Regions from separate parts of the Sus scrofa genome. Here region 1 is linked to region 2. The links are chromatin contacts, called in public Hi-C maps. All regions are on one chromosome and are shown on one strand. Each heading gives the region's core, a stretch centred on a gene start, on an enhancer-like site or on the middle of the called end of the contact. The rest is flanking DNA. Distances are from core to core; before and after follow the strand shown. Region 1 holds the start of GLCE (D-glucuronyl C5-epimerase). Region 2 overlaps LOC102161781 (a long non-coding RNA gene).

The links. Hi-C and Micro-C count contacts between places; a contact is called where the count stands out from the background.
Region 1: a Hi-C map of skeletal muscle shows a contact between it and region 2, with 2.5 times the contacts expected there. The contact joins the promoter of GLCE here to the enhancer-like site in region 2. A contact is called at or near these places in 1 of 5 promoter capture datasets (liver), 5 of 47 Hi-C or Micro-C datasets (heart right ventricle, liver and skeletal muscle) and 1 of 2 datasets of contacts at active chromatin or transcription factors (skeletal muscle).

Annotation. Positions count from the first base shown.
Region 1 is chr1:167,006,135-167,012,099 of Sscrofa11.1, reverse strand. It overlaps GLCE (D-glucuronyl C5-epimerase), which reads right to left and starts at 4,170. Exons shown (of 4, transcript XM_001927959.7): 1 at 3,947-4,170.
Region 2 is chr1:166,964,271-166,970,562 of Sscrofa11.1, reverse strand. The region is part of intron 3 of LOC102161781 (a long non-coding RNA gene); the gene reads right to left. Among named protein-coding and RNA genes, the nearest start is that of GLCE, 41 kb to the left of the region's middle. Within about 2 kb of position 2,057, at least 10 of the 83 cell types and tissues checked have an H3K27ac peak or open chromatin away from gene starts, as enhancers often do. A contact at or near this core is called in skeletal muscle, where this site is marked.

The sequences.
Region 1 (5,965 bases), core at 2,921-5,420, 39 kb before region 2:
TTTTGAAGCATGTTGTCCAAAACAGAGTTGATTACCCTTTTTTACTCTGCATTTATCTTAGTGCTCTCAGTTCTGTTTGCCACATTTTAAGGAGGACACTGACAGACAATTGGAATGAAGCAGTGTCTTGAAACAGCTCCTTGCACAATACTTGAAACATTTGAGATTTTCAGCCCGGAAGAAGGAAGACTTTAGTGGGGTATATGGTAATGCTTTTCAAACTGAATAACTGATCTTTAATATTCTTCCTAACTTAAATGTGTGATTTTGCAAAACACAAGAAGAGGGATTAAACATATCTTTTGCATCTCCAGAGGGCAGAACTAGGAATAATGAATGAAAGTTAGAGGAGGACCCCTGAGAGGTTAAGGAATTATCCAAGATCATACAATGAGCCCAGTGAAGACTGGAATTCATGCCTTACAATTTCCTTTCTAGGAACTGGCTTAGGATGCCACATTTGCGATTTCAGAATTTTGAATAATAACTCAAAAGACACTCCGGTGTTGTCATTTTCAGCAATGTAATAATGAAACTATATAAAGCTATTTTTATGGTTATATGCCTCACAAGAAAAACATATTTATTAGATGTCCATATATTTAATAAAGAGAAATCTCATCCTCAAATCAGTGCCACAATAAAACACCTCCTGCCCTGCCACAAAAAAAAACTATCCTTCTCTAAAGAGTCTAAAAACTTCCTTTTTCAAACTCAGGAAACAAACTCGAAATAAGAAAGGTCTAAGATTAATTTATCTTTATATAATTAAAGATCCAACATCATTAACATGTGTTAACATTTTACTTGGGCCTCAGTCTCTTTCCTATTCCATTGTGCTCCCCTCTGCACCCTATCCCTATAATTTTAGATACCTGAGATACATTTTTTCTTCACTAGTACCCACAGTGGAAGTAGCAACACTGACGAAAGGCCTTTTAAATACAGTACATGCCACAAATTTGCACAGTGACAAAAATGTTTTAATTTTTATTTTGTTTGGCCACGCCTACAGCATGCAGAAGTTCCTGGGTCAGAGATCTAACCAGAGCCACAGCAGTGACAATGCTGAATCCTTAACTGTGAGGCCACCAAGGAACTCCAAAAAGTTTTAATTTTTAAACTTCTCTACTTGAGTAATGTCTGCTCACTGAAACAGATTCAAATAGTATAAAAGTTTATCTCTCTTCTGTATCTTTACAAGTCTCTCCTAAAAAAGCCCCCACTTAGAAGAGTTTGGTGTTTATCCTTACAGATTTTTTTTTATGCTTATATAACAGAAGGTGCTAATCCTCAGAGTCAAAATATATTTAACAAACGCTACTGACCATAATCTAATCTTTCTTTAATAATCCCAAGGTAGACCAATATCTTGCTTGATTTCTGATTATCATGACAGATACTGATTGTATTATTATTCAGGGTTCAAATGAGATGAACCCCAACTATACTGTTTATTTCTTCCTCATCATTATTTGCTGTCTTTCTCTCTCTCTTGAAGCAGGTTTCATGAGAGCTGGAATCATTATACCTCCAGTGCTGTGAAACTAGCAGATAATCAAATATTTGTTGATGGATCAATATATTTACTTATGAAAGCTGGTTTTAAAACAGCTACTGAAATCTGTTTAATTTGTGACTGGCCTTCAAAAATAATAAGGGAGGAATTCCCTTCGTGGCTCAGCGGAAACAAATCTGACTAGTATCCATGAGGACGCAGGTTCAATCTCTGGCCTCACCAGTGGGTTATGGATCCAGTGTTGCCATGAGCTGTGGTGTAAGTCACAGACTCAACTCAGATCTGGCGTTGTGGCTGTGGCATAGGCCGGCAGCTGCAGCTCCTATTTGACCCCTAGCCCGGGAACCTCCATTTGCTGCGGGTGTGGCCCTAAAAAGATGAAAAATAATAACAATATTAATAATGGGAAAAAAAGAAGGTCTGTTTAGGGTTTTGTTGGCTACAGTTCCAATCAAATATATCCTCAACTGATCAATTTTTGTAGTTATAAAATTCAATTCAGCATTTTGGTTTGATTTATAACCAAAACAAAACCAAAACCAAAACCAAAGAACTCAACATTTCCAAAGAGTTAGGTATGACTATGTAAAATTTCTTGTATTTTTTTAATGATTACAAGAGTCAAGGTTTAGGTATAATATCACTAATGTTTCTGGTCCTAAAATCAAAAGAAATGTTATTAAAAAAAACAAACTGTCACTAAGAAAAAGACTAAGGCAGGCAAAATTCTTTGCTTTGACATACTCAAATGTGTTTATCCCAAATTACAGAATTACTATGCGTACAGGTTCCAATGCCTGCCACATGAGACTTCATTTACAGGCCCCTATGATAAAGCAACTATCTAACCAGAAGAATTGTCAAGCAAAAAAGCACACAGACTTTCTAATTTATACATTAAAAAGAAGAAGAAGAAGAACACATATGCACAGGTCATTTTATTTGAATTCCACTGAAGCCTGGGGTAGTTACCAAGGATTCTGCAAAGAAATCAAGACTAACTGTACCTCTACAATACAACGGTTAAACGGGATTTTCTCTAAAAGAGCTCTGTGAGCAATCCTTCCAGGTTTCAAATGACGCTTCTGCAGAGCTCTAGCTTTGGAACTTCAAATTCCAATGCGTTATTTGGAGGCTGAAATTATCCCTCTCCACAAGCTTTCCAAAGGACAGAGCGAAGCCAGAACACACTTCCAGCACTACTTGACTGCCTAATACTCCGGCAAGACCTCAGGACAGATCTAATAATGCAGGATCAGCAAAGCAGACCACCTAGAAAAGGAAGCCAAAACCACACAGCCTTCCCTGTCCTCAGCAGCTTCCACGCTCACCCGGAAGACACCCGTCTCCTAAAGAACCTACAGTCCACAAGCCCACTTAAGCTGCTGCCTGCCACTCTCTCGCTCCCAGAGCAGCGAGACCAGCACGCGCCCACAGGGATTCCGAAGCAGAGACAAGAAAATTGCAGAACAAATCCACTATTTCTCTAACTAGCCAACAACATGGATAAATCCTTCAACTAAGCATTGAGTAAATCTCATCTGAGAGAAAGATCTGTTCCAGGATGCTGACCAGCCACTGAGCTGGCTCGGGATGCCACCGGAGCCCACTTGCCGCCCTGAGCCGACCCAGCGCCTGCAGAGCTTCGTCCTTCCTTCGAGATCACCCGGGGACCCGCTAACTCGCCCTGTCGCCCCACAAAAGACTGAAGACCATGCCAAGTTACCGCCCCCCTCTGGGCAAAACAGAAACCCTAATAAAAACGCTGGTCTCCGCGATAAACCCTTTCGCCCCTAGCAGCCCACCAAGGCGACCCTGGACCCTGCAGAACGCATATACAACGCCCTCCAGCCTGGAGACCTCGATAAATAGATCAATCCTCCCGGGACCCCAATACACCGCTTCTTCTTCCCAGGATGCGAAACAAGACGCCCACTCCCGCTCAAAAGACCCTAAAGACCCCACGGATCTGCCCCTTCAGAGACCTAGGACCTTGCTAAACTGAATCCTCTGCCCTCAAAGAGCATGGGACCGCGAGAAAGGACCCTTCGTCCCGAAACCTCGCCATACCACCTCACGGAACTGAAGGACCCTGATAAATCTCCCTCGACATCGAAGAACCGGGACCTTCTACGCCTCCACCCACCCCCTACCCCAAAGCCGGAAGAGCCCCAGGACCCTCAATAAAACGCCTCCTCACCCCAGGAGCCCTGGCACGCGCTACACCGCCCTTGCGCGCCCGCACCCAGATCCCACCCCACCGCCTCCTCGCCCCCAGCACTCCTGAACCCCGACAAGCCTCACGCCCACCAAGCAGCGCCGCGCTGCCCAAGGAGCCGCCCCCGTCGGGAGCCCGCCTGCCCCGGCTGCTCCGTGTCCCCGCTCCCCGACCACTCCTCAGCGCAGACGCGCTCTGGGCTTCCTCACCTGGGCAGCGTCGGAGGGCGAGCGGGCCAGGAAGCCCTGAGGAAGAGAAGGAGGCGGCGAAGAAGGGACGGCTCAGGCCTGCGTCTGCGGTAGCTCCAACCCCTCCGCGAGGAACCGCTTGTGTGGGGAGAACCCTCCCGCTCCGCGCGCAACCGGGAGACCGAGCCACAGCCGTGCCCACAGCTCTTCCCGCGAGATCCCAGCCACAGCGAGAGGCGGGGCCAGGGAGAGGGGCGGCCACGGTGGCTGAGTGACAACTCCGAGAGCCTGGCGGCGGCGGCGCGGGAGGCGGAACCTGGATCCTAATACGACCAATCGTAAAACAAGAAAGGTGATTCGCCCACAGCTTCTCCACTCCCCCGCCCCTCATCAATAAACGAGGGCTAAAGTAGCAGTGACCTTAAGCAGTCTGGGGCAGTAGAAGTTTGTGGGAAGCAGTTCTGGATGCCGTCTTATCTTGTGTGTGGTCCTACCCAGCCTCCGTACTTATACCTGGTTAGAGAAGAAGGCGGTTCTCACACCGCGGTGGGCTGAGACGGTATTTCCCTTGGCTACAGCGTGGCCTGAAGTACTCAAGAGGTTCACCTGTTTGAACGCCCACACTTCTCAGGTTACCCTGTCTAAACCTCTTTCCCCCATCCGGGCCTCTCCTCCCTCCCCACCTCACACAGGGAGCCATTGTTGAGATGCATGTGTTTTCCAAACCCCTACTCGGGACGTCTGTCTGACAAATGACTCTTTTGATTGATGTTTACTTCTACTGAAAGCCTTCTAGAGCAGTAAAAAGTAATCCTCACTGAGTCACCAATATAACAAATTCCAAAATTACATGAAGAGTTGTATCTCTGTGGACCTCAGTGTCTGGCACATACAGGGCTCTGAATAAATGTAAAAGGAATGGCTGAAGAATATGATACTTAAATACAGCTCTCTCTCAGTATCTTGGGAATTGTTTCTAAGTGCCCTGAAGATACCAAAATAATGGATGCTCGAGTGCCCTATGTAAAATATCTGTAGTATTTGCATATAACCTACCTCCTGTAGACATTAAATCTTCTCTTGATCACTTATAATACCTAATAGAGTGTAAATACTACATAAATAGTTGCCAGCGCAACTTCTTAAACTTTGGGGGAATTTTTTCCTGAATACCATGGTTGGTTGAATCCACACATACAGTCAGTGGCTGACTATATATGAAATCTGGACTCGGTCCAGAAAATTCAGGCTTTCCTAGCCTTCCTCTACAATGACAGCCAGTTTCTCCACCCTGAAGTCCAGTCACTTTATTATTATGCCTGTCCTATAGCCTTCATTCATTCCACCTTTCCACCGCAAGAAGTGTTCTTTCTCCTCATCAAGGTTAATCTCTGCACCTGTGCACTGGATCCCAGCCATTCCCAGATTTTGATTAATCAACTATCCTCTCCCCATTATCAGTTTTCCCCTTTAAGCTAGCTTTTCTCTCCCACAGACACATTCAGTCTCCTCCATCCTTTGAACAGAACAAAAACCACCCAACCTGGTCAAGCCTTTCAAACTACTCTATCTCCTTTCTTCTCAGAATCACCGTGCTTGAGAAACTTAAACTATCTTTGCTGTCTTTACCTTCTCATCTCTTATTTACCCCACTACACTGTTGCTTATACCCACACAATCGGCTTTTCTTTCAATGGTCACAAAAGACTTCTTTCTTCTTTCTATTTTGGGGCATCTTTCCCAGTGACCACTCTGCAGCCTTTTGAAAATGCCAGCCATCTACTTCTACCTGCCTAACTACATTCTCCTGATTCTCTAGCTACTCTTCTGACTCTTTTTTTTTTTTTTTTTTTGGATGTAGGGTGGAAAACTCTTTATTCATTTATTTGAAAACTGTTGCATATTGGTGTCTCCTTATCTTATAGCCATACCTGTAAGATTTTAATAAGATTTTTCTTACTCCACACATGGTTCCACACTTTTGAATGCCAATTAGTGGCTCAGACACTGGAAAGAAAACTCTATTCTTGACTCTATCCT
Region 2 (6,292 bases), core at 808-3,307:
ACCCATGCGAGACCTGCTGGCCGTTCTTGGTCTCAGCCATCTTTTCAGTGCTTACTCCCTCCTCTCTTTTTGTAACTTTAAAGAAATAAGTTCATTAGAAACCCAAATAGTGCTGCATATTTTTAACCCTTGATTATAATTTTAATAAGTGTACACACACACACACAAATCACTATTTCTATTCACAAAAAAAGCCAGGTTTGAAGAGGTTAAATATTTAATCCAGAACCTAATAACTGACAAGTGGTAGAGCTAGGGTCTGAATGCAGACTGACTGGGAGTTCCCTTTGTGGCTCAGCGGTTAATGAACCTGACTAGGATCCATGAGGATGTGGGTCCGATCCCTGGCCTTGCTCAGTGGGTTGGGGATCTGGCATTGCCATGACCTGTGGTATAGGTCACAAACTTGGCTCAGATTCTGTGTTGCTGTGGCTGTGGCGTAGGCTGGCAGCTGTAGCTCTAGTTCGACTGCTAGCCTGGGAACTTCCATATGCTCTGAGTGTGGCCCTAAAAAAGCAAAAGCAAACAAAGAGACAAACAAACAAACAAAGCCCTCAAAATAAAAAAAACAGACTGACTACCCAGGCCCAGGACATAGCTTAATGGAGATGTGAGTTCTAATAGCGATGCCTTAAGTTAATGCTAAAACACTGAACCTGGAAATCCTGGCAATGGAGAGCTAGGGACATTGGGGTATCGTTATCCCAGAACCACGCCATGGGGTCCTTCCTAGTGAGACTGAGAGCTTAATTTGTTGTCCATCAAAGGCTCAAGATGTGGTAGGAAAACTTTAAGAAAAGGGAAGCGGGCTGCTCTGGGGGACATGCATCTGCTTTTCCAGGGGGCACATCGGTCTTTCTTAGGATGCTCTCAGCTGCCTGCCTTTTGACTCCTTGGGAGACCCCAGCCATGTCTGGGCGAGAGTCGGGTCTCCAGAGTGGCCTCTGCATCAACTATAGGAAAGCTCCCTACTTCTATATTCCCAATAGTCATCTCCCTAAAGGAAAACTTTAGCTTTGTTAAGTCACGTACTTGAAAGAGGTTATAATGAAGTAGGGGAAAGGTAAGCCAAGAATCGGCCCCGCCCAGCATCTGGGAAGCATGGCAGTGAGACTGGGCCACTGGAGGTAGACCCTGCCCTGCAGGGCCACCCCCTGCAAAACAGAAGGCACAGGAGGGGTGAAGCCTGAGGGGAGTGCCTTATTCTCCTCTCTGCTCCTCCTTCTCTGTCTCAGCAGCCCATCTACTTCTGTGGTCTTTCACTCCTGGTCCACACCACTGTGATTCACAAATCCCCATCTATGTGACCCTCTCCTCTGCCAAGACACTTGGCCCAGACTCTTCCATGAGCAAAGGTGAGGGTAGGGTGAGGGCAGGATATTAGTGCCCATTAAGCACTTACTATGTGCAAATACTCTGCATATCTTATTTCATCTTCAGCCCCTGAGAATGGCTGTACCATCTGAATTTTACAATGGTGCCAAGGAAAGCGGAAGGGACTAAGCAATTTGCCCACGCAGCTAGAAGGCAGAGCTAAGTGACTGTCCCACGTCTGTCTGACTGTACCAGCCAGACTCCCCCTGTTCGCTCTCACATTGCTGAGTTTTAGCCCTCCTAGGTGACAGCCTCCCTTCGGTGGGGTTACTGATGTGTCAGACTCACCGGCAGGGTGCATTAAACCCAGATATACCCTCCATCAGATCCTGATTCAGGAGTCTGGAATGGGACCTGAAAATCTGCATTTCTGACGAGCTCTCAGATGCTGCTGCTGCTGCTGGGGTTGAGGGGAGACCCACACTTTGAGAATCGCTGCTTTAAATCATCAGATTGGGTATCTCACAGCATTTTCAGCCTTCTAGCAGGAAACTATATGGTGCTCTGGGGATTTTTCCAGCGACCCTGGAATCATATCAAGAAGACAGCTGCCTCCGCATCCCCAGGCAGCCTGCTTTGCTGGAGTCTTTGATGTGCTTCAAGGTGGAGCCAGAGAATGTGCTCAGTAACTTGATCTTTGGAGGAGGGCACCTCGGTCTGGGCTGCCTGCCCTGATCCCGCTGAGGGCTAGAGCAGGGGGGACGAGAGGGAAGACCAGAAGGCCAGGACAGCAGCTGTGTGGCTGCCTCTGGAGGCTGCAACTAAGCTTTTCATCAGCTGGAGCCCTATTTGCCCTCAGGGTGAGTCGACTGGGGCTGACAGGCTATGGCAGATGCGACTCAGTCACAGCAGCTGCCTTCACCTGCCCCCTAACCAACACAAAGTGGCAAAGGGGGTGAAAAGGCAGAGCAAGTGCTCCCCTGAGGTGCCCCATCCAGGGTTGAGGGGGAGGTTGCCTCACTGTCTGGCGCTCAGAGGGCAGAGGAAGGAGCTCTCTGCTTACCAGGCTGTCCCCGGAACCTTCTCCTTAAGGGGCCAGGAAACCCAGGATCCAGAGGAGTTAGGGAATGAGGGGAGCGTGGGAAAGCCCACAAAGGTGCAAATACCAGTTCCCATGTCCATTCTAATAAGAGCTAATTGCTACTGAGCTTTGACTATGCTCCAGGCAAAGCACCTGGGCTGGATTATATAACTTACCCATGCAACAGCACTATCAGGGATTTACTATCCTCATTTTCCTGATCAGGAAAGTGGGGCTCAGAGAGATTGAGTAAGTTACATAAAGCAGCACAGCTACTAAGGAGCAGAGCTGGGATCTGTGTGGAAACCTATCTTCTCCTGATGCTGTGCTCCCTGTTACACTGCCTCCCTTCTGAGGTTGGAGTCCTACTGTTCATTTGTTCCCTCCTTCCCTCCCTCCCTCCTCCACCTCCTTTTCTTTTCTTTTTTATTTTATTTTATTTTATTTTTTTTGTCTTTTTGCCATTTCTTAGGCCGCTCCCACGGCATATGGAGGTTCCCAGGCTAGGGGTCTAATCAGAGCTGTAGACGCCGGCCTACACCACAGCCACAGCAACGCGGGATCTGAGCCGCATCTTCGACCTACACCACAGCTCATGGCAACGCCAGATCCTTAACCCACTGAGCAAGGGCAGAGATGGAACCCGCAACCTCATGGTTCCTAGTTGGATTTGTTAACCACTGAGCCACGACGGGAACTCCTCCACCTCCTTTTCTAGTACCTCCATTCCCTCACTTAAACACTTTAGGCACTGGGAATAAGAAAGGAAGCCTGAGTCTTTACCCTCATGAAATTCACAGAGAAAAGCAAGTGATCACAGAAGGTTAAATGCCTCAAAGGGCAAGTGCTTAGAGGTGATAATGTTTGAATAAATGAATGAAGGAGCCAGTCTCCTGACATTCCCCCCCACCCCATGAAGGGCTGGCTTTGGCTTAGTCTGAATGCAGCACAGGTGAGGGCAGATCACCCCCTTTAGGAGGCTTGTGAGCTCCCTTGTCCAGTGCGTCTCAACCCTGGTGTACAGTGGAATCATCTGGAGAGGTTCTACAGTCCCTACGCCCTGGCCCATATCAGTTAATCAGAACTCTGGGGTAGACGCTCCCCAGGTGATTGCAGGGGGTATTGGGAGTTTGAGAAGCCCTGTTCTCCACGGTCCATGGCTGCTCCAACAGGGGTTCATAGACTCTCACCCATTGCTTGCTCCTGTTTCCCACTGAATGAGCCAGGGTTCAAAGAGAACTAGAGGGGCCCCTGGTGAGTCTGGAGTTTTAAGCTTAAGTGTTTTAAAAGCCTGGGAACACCAGTTATTCTTTTGTGACTTCTTTCAGCTGAGGGGTGAAATCTTAGAAAAGTGGATGTGAGAAGGGAAAAATGGAACAGTTGGATAAATACGTAGAGCGAGAGTGTAACTCCAGATCTAGATTTGTCTTTAGTTCTCTCTCCCGGCGCACACAAGTACACACTCACATCTCGGGATCTGATACTCTGGACCACGGCTGATGCCAAAGCAATGGTTTCCTCCTAGCAAGGGACTCAGTGCATCTCAGGAAGGGGTAAAACAATGATAGCAACAGCAACGATCATTTTCGAGCTCTTAGTAAGCACTCCTCCAGGCCAAACGCTATTCCTTTAATCCTTACACCAAATTTGAGAGGTGAGTCATGTTATTATTCCCATTTTACAATGAGGAAATTGTGGCCCAGAGAGACTGCCCAGCCAATAAGTGGCAGAAGCAAGATTTGAACCCAAATTCCAAAGCCCTTCCCACGGGACCATACCACCTCTATTGAGTATAAATGAGTCACTGACATGAAAAAGGGAAGTTGAAAAGGGAACCTCAAATTTAAGGGGGATGAAGGAAGCCAGATAATAGTGCAAAATCAGACCCAGAGGAAGATTTCTCTCTTCCATCAACTGTTTTTTGTTTTGTTTTGTTCGTTTATTTGCTCTTTAGTGCCACACCCACAGCGTATGGAGGTTCCCAGGCTAGGGGTCTAATCGGAGCTGTAGCCACTGGTCTATGCCAGAGCCACAGCAACTTGGGATCCAAGCTGCGTCTGCAACCTACACCACAGCTCACGGCAATGCCGGATCCTTAACCCACTGTGCAAGGTCAGGGATCGAACCTGCAACCTCGTGGTTCCTAGTCAGATTCATTTCTGCTCTGCCACGATGGGAACACCCATCAACTTTTCTTTTTGATATTTTCCTTCAGTAAATGTGTAAAATCATACCTCCCATTTTTACAAAGCCTTTTACAAAGATCTCCCTTGACCCCACTCCCCTCCGATTACTGCTCTATTTCTCTGCAAAGCACAAAGTTGTCTGTATCAACATGAGAAGAACCCACAACAACCATACATGTCAGGAGGAGCACCAGTGTGAGATGAGCAGGGGAGGCAGGTATGAAGGCATCCCCTGAGCTAGGGGGGCTCTGCATCCTTCAAGGTGCTGGTGGGGAGGCCATTCCTGCCTTCCTTTTTCCCATTTCTCTCTGCCTCTGCAGAAAGAATGGTGTTGAGGCTGGGGTACAGAAGGGACTGCAGATGAACAAACCAGCTGGGAGTCATAGGGAGTAGAGGCTAAGAGCTGAGGCTGGGACCCAGGTCCTGCTCACTAGAGATCAGACCAGAGCTGCCTGAGATGTGTTCATTATTGGGACCCTGTTCTCCTAACCACGGTTATACCCCGTTATTTATTCGGGATCTGAAAGAAACCAACATTTGTGGAAAACCCATAAGTCACTGGACCATGTGCTAAGTTCAACGCACTTTATTTCACTGACACCTCAAGTAATACAGTAGGGAGGGTGTCACTTCACTGAGGCACAGAGAGATTTAAAGTTCTTGGCAGAGGCACCCAGCACATGTTCAGCCCAAAGTTCAAACCAAGAAAGGGCCCAGGCGGGACCTCCCTTGCTGGCTTTATCTCAAAGAGTATCCCAAAGAGTTTGTGGGCTGTGGGTAGCTCAGTGGCCAAAGTGACCTGAAACCCATTTAGACGGTCGTTTTCTGCCTCATCCTCTGGACAGCCTGACTCCAGCTCAAACGCTGAGCCAGCTCGTGGGGAACGTGGCACCGTGATCACCAAATCCACACACTTCATAACCACACATGTCAGGAGGGGTACCAGCTGCCATCATTTCAAACAGAACATAAAGAAACAAGTGAAGGATAATTGGAGCAATCTCGTGATTTAGGTGGCTTTGTTGGGGCTGGGGTGGAGAAGCTTCCCAGGGGAAAGTGGGTTTCAGAACTGCTGGTTTGGGAATCATGCCAGGGTGGTAGTTAGAAGGGGGATTTCAACTCAGCTTGGTTTCTTTTTTTCTTCTTCTTTTTAGGGTTGCACCTGTGGCACATGGAAGTTTCCAGGGTAGGGGTCACGCCACAGCCACAGCAACGCCAGCCTCAGACTTCCCATTTCTAAAATGGTGAGACAGGCTGGGACCTGGGGCCTGGGACTCTGCTGCAGTGGCTGCAGTGACTGCACCTGGACAAACATCTCTGCAAGCCACAAATACAAAGAAACTATAAGGACTAAAAATAACTTCATGCAAACGGGCATTTGGGGCAAATTATGGACCACAGGACACCCATATCTAAAAGACCAACTGTCACTTCTGAAGAGCTAAGAGCAAAAGGAGGGTGTTGGGAGCCAAAGCAGGATACTCACTCTCTGCATGCCTCCTGTGCCACCTAAGCCACCCCTCCAGCCTGACCTTCATCCCGTGTAAGGAACCAGCTGGTTCCCCCCACCCCCTTCACCAGTGAGGGAGCAAGGGAAACTGTTTCTTATTTTTGTTATTCTTCGCTCCAGCAGGGATCCTGAACAAAGCCTTGTCTGAATTTCTTGCCTGACCTCTCATCAAATTCTATTGATTAGGAGGCCAAGCATCCT